Regions from separate parts of the Mus musculus genome. Here region 1 is linked to region 2. The links are chromatin contacts, called in public promoter capture Hi-C maps. All regions are on one chromosome and are shown on one strand. The core of a region is the stretch at or near the end of the contact, and the rest is flanking DNA. Distances in the headings are between cores, read along the strand shown. Region 1 holds the start of 5033421B08Rik (a long non-coding RNA gene). Region 2 holds the start of Apob (apolipoprotein B).

Evidence for each region. Promoter capture Hi-C pulls out the DNA fragments that hold promoters and counts their contacts.
Region 1: a promoter capture Hi-C map of liver shows a contact between it and region 2, with 3 times the contacts expected there. The contact joins the promoter of 5033421B08Rik here to the promoter of Apob in region 2. A contact is called at or near these places in 2 of 39 promoter capture datasets (the C10 cell line and liver) and 3 of 115 datasets of contacts at active chromatin or transcription factors (bone marrow-derived macrophages and embryonic stem cells).

What each region holds. Positions count from the first base shown.
Region 1 is chr12:8,507,651-8,513,544 of GRCm38.p6, forward strand. 5033421B08Rik (a long non-coding RNA gene) reads left to right here and starts at 3,513. Exons shown (of 4, transcript XR_872469.3): 1 at 3,513-3,814.
Region 2 is chr12:7,975,427-7,980,869 of GRCm38.p6, forward strand. Apob (apolipoprotein B) reads left to right here and starts at 2,251. Exons shown (of 29, transcript NM_009693.2): 1 at 2,251-2,434; 2 at 2,787-2,825; 3 at 3,827-3,942; 4 at 5,074-5,219. The coding sequence starts at 2,353.

The sequences.
Region 1 (5,894 bases), core at 2,263-4,762, 530 kb after region 2:
TTCCACTTCCTAGGTCTGAAGCCCAAGCGGGTCATTCCTTGTAGGTCTTTGTAGGTTTCACCACTTCTGTTAAAAAAAAAATTAAGATAATAGGCATCTCACATCTCTACAGGCATTCTACCAGAGCATATGAGATGGTAGATAGTGGTAGCAGACTATGGGGTACTTGAAAGTGTGGTATAACAAGTCTATAGAAACTCAGAATATTTATTTGTTTGATTATTTAGTTAATTTTTAAATTTTTGGTTTGTTATTTGTTTTTTCAAGTCAGGGTTTCTCTGTGTAGCCCTGGCTGTCCTGGAACTCCCTCTGTAGACCAAGCTGGCCTCGAACTCAAGAGATCTACCTGTCTGTGCCTCCCCAGTGCTACCACACTCTGGCTAGAAATCCAGAAGTTACAAATAAAGCAGGTTACTATTCAATGAAAGCACAGATGGACCTGGCTAATTCCAACAGAGCAAGTTTGATCCTGAGCTGTGTGAAATGCACTTACATGGAGCAAGGGGGAGCTGGCCAGTCAGTCCTTCTACTGAAACACTAACTACAGTCAGTGCCTGCGAGGCCTAAGCAGGTGAAGATGCTTAGACACAAACATGGGACCCGAGTTCAGCCAGTCATGGAAGCCCAGGGAGGAAGAAGAAGAGATCCGACTCCACACAACTGTCTGCTGACAATATTCACAACAATGTGTGAATATTAATTAAAGGAACCCCAATAATAGAAGGGACTCTAGCCAGCCTGAGCGTGGCAATGGTGGCTCTGTCAGGCCTTGTTGTCCTTCTCCATTCTCTCTGCCTTAATAAAAACCATTAGATCGGATTCCTAAAGCTAGCCCCAAACGTCTATTCCCTTATTTGGCTACTTCCTCCTCCTGAGGCTGACTACCAAGGTCCACCTATCAAGGTATTTAAGTCCACCAATCAAAAGCCTCCTTTGGTTCATCACCTGATTAACATGCTCAGTTAAAGTTAAGCACCTCATGCTAACTCTGTGTTTCCCATTTTACCTTTATAAAGTGCCACTTGCCTATGGGCCACATCTGTCTCCTCTCTATCCAAAGGCAGTCCTTTATTGTGTTCTAGGACAAACACCCCTCCATGCCTCCCTTGTTCCATTTTCCTTCTTCCTCAACCCCTATCTTCGTCTTTATCTATTTGTCTTTATCTTTATTCCTGTCTTTGTTTTTTATTCCCGGTCCTTTGTTTCTCCAAGGCAAACAAATCTCCTTTGTTCTAAGAACTTGGTCTTGGAGATCCTGAGCCCATACCAATCCTTTCAATAATAAGTAAAAACTTAAAAGTAACAACAAAGTCGGGCAATGGTGGCACATGCCTTTAATCCCAGCACTTGGGAGGCAGAGGCAGGTGGATTTCTGAATTCGGGCCAGCCTGGTCTACGAGTAAGTTCCAGGACAGCCAGGGCTACACAGAGAAACCCTGTCTCATAACCTGCCCCTCCCCCCAAAAAAAGTAACAACAAAGAATCTTTTATAAAACAGAAAGATGATCTTTTTATTTTATTTTTCTTCCTCCCCTCCCTTCCTCTTCTCTTCCTTCCTAAAATTGTTTAATTTTTTTTTTTTGATTTTTCAAGACAGGGTTTCTCTGTGTAGCCCTGGCTGCCCTGGAACTCATACTATAGACCAGGCTGGCCTCGAACTCAGAGATCCACCTGCCTCTGCCTCCCAAGTACTGAGATTAAAGGCATGCGGCACCACTGCCCAGCCTTTATATATTTTTATATATTATATTTATAAATATGTATGTTTGATATTATAATTACATCATCTCTTCCTTCTCTTTGCTCACTCTTAATCCTCCCATATGCCTCTCCTTGCTCTCTGTAAAATTCATGGCCTCTTTTTTTTTATTGTTATTACATATATTTATACATATTTCTAAATATAACCTACTCAGGCAACTTGTTACTTATCTATATGTTTTCAGGGTTGACCATTTGGTATTGGATAGCACTAAGTCAAATCTTCTTTTATTTGAGTTTTAAACACTGCATTCCAAAGGCAGAAGCTGGCGGAGGTCTTAAGTAAGGGGTCGTTCCCATAGCTGACAGGTGCCTACAGTGGGGTAGAGAACCTTGTCCCAAAGGGAAACACAGAATAGAACATCAACCTCTCTCTCTCTGGTTCTTAAAAAGTGAATGATGTCATTGGCGCCTCTGCACAGGAATGATTCACCCCTGCTGCTCTCTGATGAAGTCAGAATTTTGCAGTAGGGAGGAGCTGAGTTCACAATGGATTGCCACACTCCAGTGTGTTGCCACTGAAGACGTGTCTGTGACTATTTATAGATGGAGCCTGCATTAGGAGTTAAGTGCTCAGAACCCCAGAGTCTGGGAATCAGAGAACACGTTCATGGGCTGTGCCTCGTCCTTTCCTGACACAAAACTGTGTAGCATGATTTAGCAAATGAAACTGTATTCCTAGGAAATTGTCCCAAAGAGAGGCCAAAGAAGCCTCCTAAAGACAACTTTGATGAACTTGCTTCATCTACGGAATGTGTGTTTTTTCTCATCTTGATCACAGTGTATGTCTAAAAAAACAAAAACAAAACTGAAAAGACAAGATACAGTGGAACACACCAATAACCCTAGCACCCAACGGGGCAGAGGCAGGTGGGTCATTGTGAGGTTTAGGGCAGCTTGACCGACATGGTACCTTCCAAGCCAGCCAAGGCACCAGAGGGAGACCCTGTCACAAAGAAAAAGAATCTGATGCATTTACAACGTGGAAATCTCAATGATTAACTAGGAAGTTCACTCTGTCGTGTGTTTATTGATGCCATTAAGGGTTACTAGATGCTTCCTATCTGCCAGGAATCTATTTACAGCACCTGGCTGCCACACTCTGAGGACAGTGTAACTGTCTATTCAGCTTCCGAAGTCTAACTGATAGGGCTTGAGTCTGGCAAATAGGAAACAGGTGGTAATCGTGACTCCCCTAGTTTTACCATGAATCCTTCTAGCAGGGTGTACTTAGGATTGGGACAGAGGGAGAACACAGATAGTGTGTGCTCTCAAAGGAGCTCCAGTCCAGGAAAATTCTTGCAACCAAACCTGCTACTTCCAGCTGATGGGGTAAGTGCTATAAGTTAAGTACAAGGGGAGTGGCATACAAAGGTCTGAGAAGACTCGAATAAATGACATATTGCTCTTTGGCAATCTCCATTAAACTCCACCCTCAAGCACTAGTTTCTTTGTGTAGCTCCCTCCTATAATGATTGTGAGTTTGGCCAGGAACACCAGCTTACCTCAATGGTATCTCGCCATGATTGATGCAAGCTGCAGCTTGCTGTGGTCTTGCTCTTTAGGAATAAAAAAATTTCCCCTGGAACCCACCCACCACGCTCTGAAGAAAATCAACCAGTCTTACATAGAAGCCCCGTATGGAAGAGAACTGTGACCTTGGCCATTAGCCTCAGCTGAACTAACAGCTGGTGCTGCCATCTGTGTGGGTGGAGCCACTAGAAATTTCCACCCTAAACTCCCGACCAACCCCTGGGAAGCTGAAGAACCGCCTGACTCATCAACCCACGGAGATATGAGACATGATGAGCTGTTGTTGTCTTAAGCCACAGGGTTTGGAGGTGGCTTGTTCCGCAGCACTGGATAACAAAACATGCTGAGACTTGGTATCGTGGAAGTTAGCCCGGCCAAATGGAGAACACGTGAGAGGCGTGAGATGGCACAGCGATCTGGATTCTGTATAGGAGGCTGAATAGGAGACTGGGAGTATAGGTCGGGGAGAGGCATTTACTGGAACTGGAGGTCGGCCAAGTCTAGATCAGAGCAGTTGAAGGTAAGTAAATAGTCGTCTCCAAGATTTCCTTTGATCGATAATCCAGTGATAAGCCTGGAAATGTTCCGTAGATGTGATTTATGGCAGGGTACAGCACAAAGCAGAATCAGCAGAGAGGAAAGGCATATGAGGCAAAGTCTGGGGTGATCATCTGAGACAGGAAAGGGGTTTCCTTGAGATACTTCATGCATAAACAACCCTCGCCCAGTGGCTCCCAGACACAGTTCCCACAGCAGTGAGTGGCTACAAGGCCTGTGAAACACTACTAATTGAGGCTCCTTGCACTCGGCACCCTAGGGCTCCTACCAGGGACTTGGCTACACTGCGATGCTCAAATGCTCCACCACACAGCATTCATCTAAATGCAAGAGCATTTTCTGAAAAGACAGATTAACACCAAAAGCTGCAGTCTTGGAGTAGGTTACACTCAAAACTGTAGGTGGGTCTCGTCTAGTTAGTTGAAGGCTTTCATCAGTTCCCCTTAAAAAAAGAGTAGAGTCTAACCCAAGACTGTAACACAGGATACCCACCTCGGTGTTCAGCCTGTTACTCTGCAGATTTGGAGTCAAAACTACAAAATATACTGAATTAGAAGCCTTCTAACCTGCAGCTTTTGACTTTGCTGGCCACTTAAATGTTCCCAATATCCTGTGTTCGTGTGTGTGTGTGTGTGTGTGTGTGTGTGTGTGTGTGTGTGTTTCGATTCCAGGGCCCTCTTCCTGAGTTACATGTGAGAGCCCAAAAGCATAAGAGAGCTGGATTTATATCTGTGTAGGAGTTGGAGTCACTGTCTGGAGCCCTGATGTTCCCACAGACTCAAGCCCTTCTCCCACTTCCTTCTCTCCTAACAGCATCTATCTATACAGGCTTAAACACGTCAGGATGTTAGTGGGACACAAGGACACACCTAGAATGGTATAGCCAGAAGGGACTCAGTGGGACCCCAGGCAAAGTGTGGTCCAAAGGAAAGCTAATTTTGCATGCCCTAAAAGCTTTTGGAATGCAGAGGCTCAAGCCCTAACCTATCCCTGGATCTACAAAATTGGAATACAGATTTTAACAAGATCTCCAGGCAATCTGAATATTAAAGTTAGAGAAGCACTGTCTTGCTCCCTAGTTTAATAATTTATTTTAGTCTATTGGTGGTGGTAGCCCACAGATATAATCCCAGTATTTGGAAGGCAAAGTCAAGGTCACCACAAATTTAAGTCCAGCCTGACCTACATACATAGCAAGTTCCATATCAGCCAGGGCTGCATAAAGACACTCTGTGTCATTACAAGGGAGACATTGAACTAAAGAAAAGATATTTGGTCAGAAGAGAAGGGGAACTTAATGTATTTTTATCTTATGATTCTAAAATATAAAATACAGAAAGTAATATCTGCCATCTATCGCGTTTTGCAGTTAGTTGCTGAATATTCTGTACTTTTCTCATATCACAGACATACGTTCAAAGCTCTGGTGTACCCCTTCCTCAGCCCTGCCCCTCAGAAGCTCTGTCTCTCAGAGGTGTTATTTTGTATACAGCTAAAAATACAAGTGCATCCTAAATACTTGATGGTGTTTTGATCTTCCTTCCTTCCTTCCTTTCTTCCTTCCTTTCTTTCTTTCTTTCTTTCTTTCTTTCTTTCTTTCTTTCTTTCTTTCTTTCTTTCTTGTTTTGGGTGTCTGTCTGTCTGTCTGTCTGTCTGTCTGTCTGGAGACAGGATTTCTCTATGTAATCCCCCTAGCTGTCCTGGAACTCACTCTGTAGACCAGGCTGGCCCAGAACTCACAGAGATCCCCTTGCCTCTGCCTCCCGAGTCCTGGGATTGAAGGTATGTATCATCACACCTGGTTTTAATTTTCATAGGAGTAGTGTACTTTATGTGGCTTCAACATCCTGATTCTACTCAGTGATAATCATTTTGAAGTTTAGCCACATGAATACATAAGGGTCCCATTTGGTAAATACTTATCTGTCTTCCTGGTGAAGCATTTGGGGTTTTTTTGTTTTTTGGGTTTTTTTCCTACAAAATGTGCTGCCGTGGATGGGTCAGTGTATGGACGTGTAGAGGGGCTTCTAACATTCTCAGAT
Region 2 (5,443 bases), core at 1,001-3,500:
ATTTAAGGAAAATCGACATGTGGCCCTTTCAGCATTTCTGAGTGTCCTCTGTCAGCTCAGCACTGTGACATTTGCTGTGTGGTGCCTGTGCACTGGACCCTGTCCACAGATAAGAACAGAGGCTGAGCCCCAGCCTAGGGGACATTCTCCAGAGGCCACCAAGAGAAGAAAAATTAGCTGAACTCAAGACTTCAGAGGCTTGAGCTTTTTGCTGTAGAGATGGTTCTGAGCATCCGAGTATCTCAGCATCTTCTCTGCATCCAGGTTATTGAATCCATACTTCATACCCAAGTCGTAGAAATGACATCCCCCAATGATGCTAACAATAGGTCATGGGCTTCCTCTGTCAGCAACAGAGAGAGTCTGGACTTTGTTCATTTACTGTAATCCTTCCCCTTCTCATTTCTGTTTCTCTTCTCGCCCAGTTCCCCTGGAGCAAAGCGGGGAAGCAGAACCATTTCCAAACACTAACAGTGTTAGTTCCGTGCTCAGAGAAAAGAGGCTTCCGAGTAATAACTTTACCCGTCCTTTAGTGCTGTGGGTCTTGGCTAGCCTTCAGGTGAGACCCCTAAAATGACCACCTTTGGACATGGGCATGCACAACCCAAAGCAGCAAACCACTAAAGGGAGTTTAGCTGCCCATGGGGAATTTGTAGCTACAGTCACCATCTCAGTGAGGACAGATATGAAGAGTCAGGCACAGAGAGTGACTAAATGTGATGATGAGTCTCTTCTGAGAAAATGGGAGGGTGTGTTTGCTCAAGGGAGGCTGTGTCTGCTGCTCTATGGGTCCATAGCCGATGCTCTAGAAGCATCGGGGAGACTCATCAGAACATTTGAACGATTCCAAAAGAAGCTTGCCACATGAATCAAGCAGAAGTGCCACACTGTAGGTCCTGGACAGAAAGTGCTTGCCCTATGACCAAGAGGACCTGAGTACAGCGCTCACTGGATAAAGACAGACACAGCATACTCTTGGAGCCCCAGGGCTGAGGACTTGGACACACAGTCCTTGGAGCTTGCTGCAGCTGGTCAAGTCAAGCTAGTTAGCGAGTTCCAGGATCAGTGCCTCAAAAGCTAAGGTAAAGAGTGATTTTGAAAATCACTCAAGGGCTGGAGAGATGGCTCAGTGGTTAAGAGCACTGACTACTCTTCCGAAGGTCCTGAGTTCAAATCCCAGCAACCACATGGTGGCTCACAACCATCTATAATAAGATCTGATGCCCTCTTCTGGTGTGTCTGAAGACAGCTACATTGTGTTCACATATAATAAATAAATCTTTAAAAAAAAAAAAAAAAAAAAAAAACACTCAAAGTTGGCTTATGGCCTCTGTATGCATGTACACAGGTTCATGCATTTCTATGCGTGCATGCCCATGAACCTATATATACACGCACACACACACACACACACACACACACACACACCTGACATACTCTAACGACTTTTGTCCCTAGGCTACGACCCATTTCCACTCCTCTGGCTCCAAACACCCATACAGAGTGATGTTCGCCATGCCCTGCTCACCCAAAGCTCCCTGTCTGTGGGGCAGATTGCCTCGCCACTAGACTGGAGGTGCTAAGACCACACAGCCCATCACAGACATTCGCCTTCCAGACCATCACAATTCCACCCCACCAGCTTTCTTCCATGACTGGCGCTGCCCACAGTGGACCCCGGGAGCTGATCATCTCTGGGCCCCCCTCTTCACTAGTTTTCTGTGAGACTTGGACACCAAACCCAAGCACACACCAGACTTCCCCCTTTCTCTTCCCACCTTGCTAAATTAGTTAGGACAGGATTGTTTATTCAAAACCAAAGTCCACCAAAATGGGAAGGAGCTTAGGAAGAAGCCCCCACCAGTGCGTAAAGAACATTTTTCCAAAGGGCTCCGGAGTCAGAGCAGGAGCGGGGTACAGGGTATGACATCATCCCTATGGTTGGTGGTCTCCTGGAGAAAGTCAGGGCATGCTGACGGGATAATAAGTCCACTATCGACCTGCGACCCCCTGAGGAAAGAAACACAAGTTCGGGGGTGGGGGGAGCCCCAGGTGGCGGCGTTTGAACCAGCAGTGAGACCACCATCAGATCCAGTCTTATCCACCTAGAAATGCGCTTGTATGGAAAAGCAAACAGGCCCGGGCCGTGCCCTTTGGACCTTTGGCAATTCTCCTTAAGCCAGCTCCTCCTATAAATGGAGCACTTTTCAAAGGGCCAGGCAGTCTCATCAGTGCCTGCAGTGGATCAAGTACCTGCCTGAGCTCCGCCTCCGAAGACCCTGTAGAGCAAGCAGCAGGGGCTAGGCCCGTGGCCAGGCCACAGCCAGGAAGCCACCCCACCATCCATCCGCCATGGGCCCACGAAAGCCTGCCCTGCGGACGCCGTTACTGCTGCTGTTCCTGCTACTGTTCTTGGACACCAGCGTCTGGGCTCGTGAGTTAGGGTGGAAGCCTGGGAGAAAGCCAGCGTGGGGACAGAGCGCTGGGCTGTGCTACAGACCACCAGTTACATCCTGGGGTAGAAACTGGTGGCAGGCTGGCTATTAGGTAGCTTGGGCTAGGTGAGAGGGAAGGCAGCCGCAGGGTCCTAGGGAGGGGGCGGGGGGTGATGAAAAAAACAAGATCTAGCAGGCTCCTGGGTTCCGGGTGAGGGCACTGTACAGGGGAGTTAGAAAGAAGGCTCTGGATAGCTCTAAGATAATTTAGGTTGTGAGGGCTCCCTCCTGTCAGGCCATGGAACCCACTGGAAAACACAAGAAAGCCAAGGTTCTCCTTTTCTCTTACAGAAGATGAAGTCCTGGAAAACTTAAGCTTCAGCTGTCCAAGTAAGGCATTTTTCACTGGCCGCCTTGGTACTTCTCACCCTGACGCTCCTCTCCATCCACCCTCCTGTGCCCCCGTTCCTCCCACGTAGAACCCGTTTGCTTGCTCGGATTAGGAAGCACTGCTCAGACCCCTGCAAGTGAAGACTTTGAGTCTCTGTGCACCCAGACTCCTCCAACAAAGGATCTCTGCTCTTTGTGTATTGCCTTTCTTGTCTGTACCAAGACTTGGTTCTGAAGTGGGGTAGCGATGAGACTGTGGGCACTGTAGAGAGACATTGCTGTGCTGTTTATCGATGACTAATCACTGATTCAGAGTATGTGAGGATGAAGAAATGCCGACTTTAACCTTTGTGCAGAACACCAGACCCCTCCACCCCTTCCTATTTACTCTACCCTAGGGGTCAGAGGATCAGGCTTTGCCGCAATACCCAGCTTCCTCCGCAGAGCGCTAGGATTGGCCTCTCCTCTGATGGGGCAGCATCTCCATCTGGTGGCCATATGGCAGTACTACATCCGGGTTCCTAACCAGTTATTTTTCTCACAATCAAAAAATTCCTGTCATGGACAGTGGAATCTGCCAGAAGTTTCTTTTTATGGAGGGGGTTTCTAGAAGTCAACCAGACAGCCTTAACAGCTAACTTTGTGTCCGGTACTTCATAGGTTCTAGTCACGATAGCATTTTCAAACTGAGAAAACACTTAGCCCTGTCCCTTTGATAACTTAAAATTTCAAAGGCTCATCACATGGATTTCTGCAGTTCCATTTAATCGATGCTTGGCCCTCCCTTTCGTGGAATCCCAAATGATTAAACACCATTCTCAGCCAAGATGGTGGCGATGTTAAGTCTATAGAGACCAATGGTGTGTAGTACAAAGTCAAGCACAACTAACTCGTGCTCAGTGACCTTTATCGCCTGTGCCACGGTCCCAATCTGCCTGGCAGCGGCTGCCTTTAGAGAGTTGTTTCATCTCCAGGGCTGACTTATTTCCTCTTCACTTTAGAAGATGCAACTCGATTCAAGCACCTCCGAAAGTACGTGTACAACTATGAAGCTGAAAGTTCCAGCGGTGTCCAGGGCACAGCTGACTCCAGAAGCGCCACCAAGATCAACTGTAAGGTACGGAGGACAAGGGCTGGAGAAACCTGCAGCTGAAGCCTAGCCTTGTTCCACCAGGAGCCCCTCATAGAACCTTCTAGCACTTCCCAGCACCTCAACTGACGATACCCCACTTGAATGAAGACTTCCAAATTTCCAGCCAAGTTTTCCTCCCATTAGCTTCCAAAGTGTAATTGGGGGGCATGGTCTAGGAAGCCAGCAGGATTGGCATGTAGATCTGACCATGAGAGAGATCCAGTGAGTACAGAAAAGAAGGTGGTCTTTGCAGGAGAACGCTGGGCATGCAACATTTATGGTGTCAAGCATAAAATGGAGAAACATTTAAATACCTGGTTTGTTCAAACGATAGGCTGCTTCTCAGGAGACTTGTTAGACACCTGTCTGTTCTCATAAAGCATAGCCAAGAGCTGCTATTGAGGTCTGTGTGGGAAGAGAAATCCATTTGCTAAGTTATCCTCTTCCCTCGTGGACCATAGTGCTGGTCTGTAGAGTTAAACGCAATGGGCATTGGCTACCTGTGGCCATTTAAGTTGAATAAATGCAACTTTTATTCTCACTGGCCATATTTCAATGTAGCCAACACACACCTGTGGCTCATGCTGCCGCATTAGGTCAGACAGCACAAACACGAGCTTCTCCATCTCACTGGAGTGTTCTGAAATGGTTCCAGAAAACAACCAAGGGTCCCTTTCAATTCTGCCCACATAGGAAGCTCTCATCAGGCTCATAGCTATGGTTTGGGGAAACGATGTCAGGAAAGCATTCGCTTTTCCTGCTTGCTATTTATTTTTGTTTGCTTCATTTACTTTTCTTAAGTCTCGCTCCATTCTGCATTTCTGCTAAGCAATCACCCCAAACTCTTTACATGTAAAGTGAGTACATTAAAAACCAACACAAGGACATTCTCCCTTCCGTGCATAGCAGATGCAAACATAAACATCTTAACATAGGAAGAAGAAAGCTAAGCCAAGACAAGGGATCCGTGAGATGTGTTTAGAACATGTGGTTCTGGTGACTCTCTGACCATAACCCAAATACTTTCCCCTCCATGTCCTGATTGGAGACTGGGCTGCAGAAATATGTCCTATTCTAGATGGAGAACATCAATGTATTATTACTTTCTGTTCTCAGGTAGAGCTGGAGGTCCCCCAAATCTGTGGTTTCATCATGAGGACCAACCAGTGTACCCTTAAAGAGGTGTATGGCTTCAACCCTGAGGGCAAGGCCTTGATGAAGAAAACCAAGAACTCTGAAGAGTTTGCAGCTGCCATGTCCAGGTAAGGTGTGGGATTATGTCTTTTAAGTATCTGAGCTTTGTGAACACTACATGAGTTGACCGTGGTACATGCGCATATGCATGGGTCCGAGGGGATACTAGTGTGTGCGCTCATGTCAGGCATGCCTTTGAGTGCTGACATTTGTATTCAGTGCTTACCACAGATCAGGATGCTGTGAAGTTTTCACATCTATCTAAAACAGGGAAGTATTATCGACTCTCCTC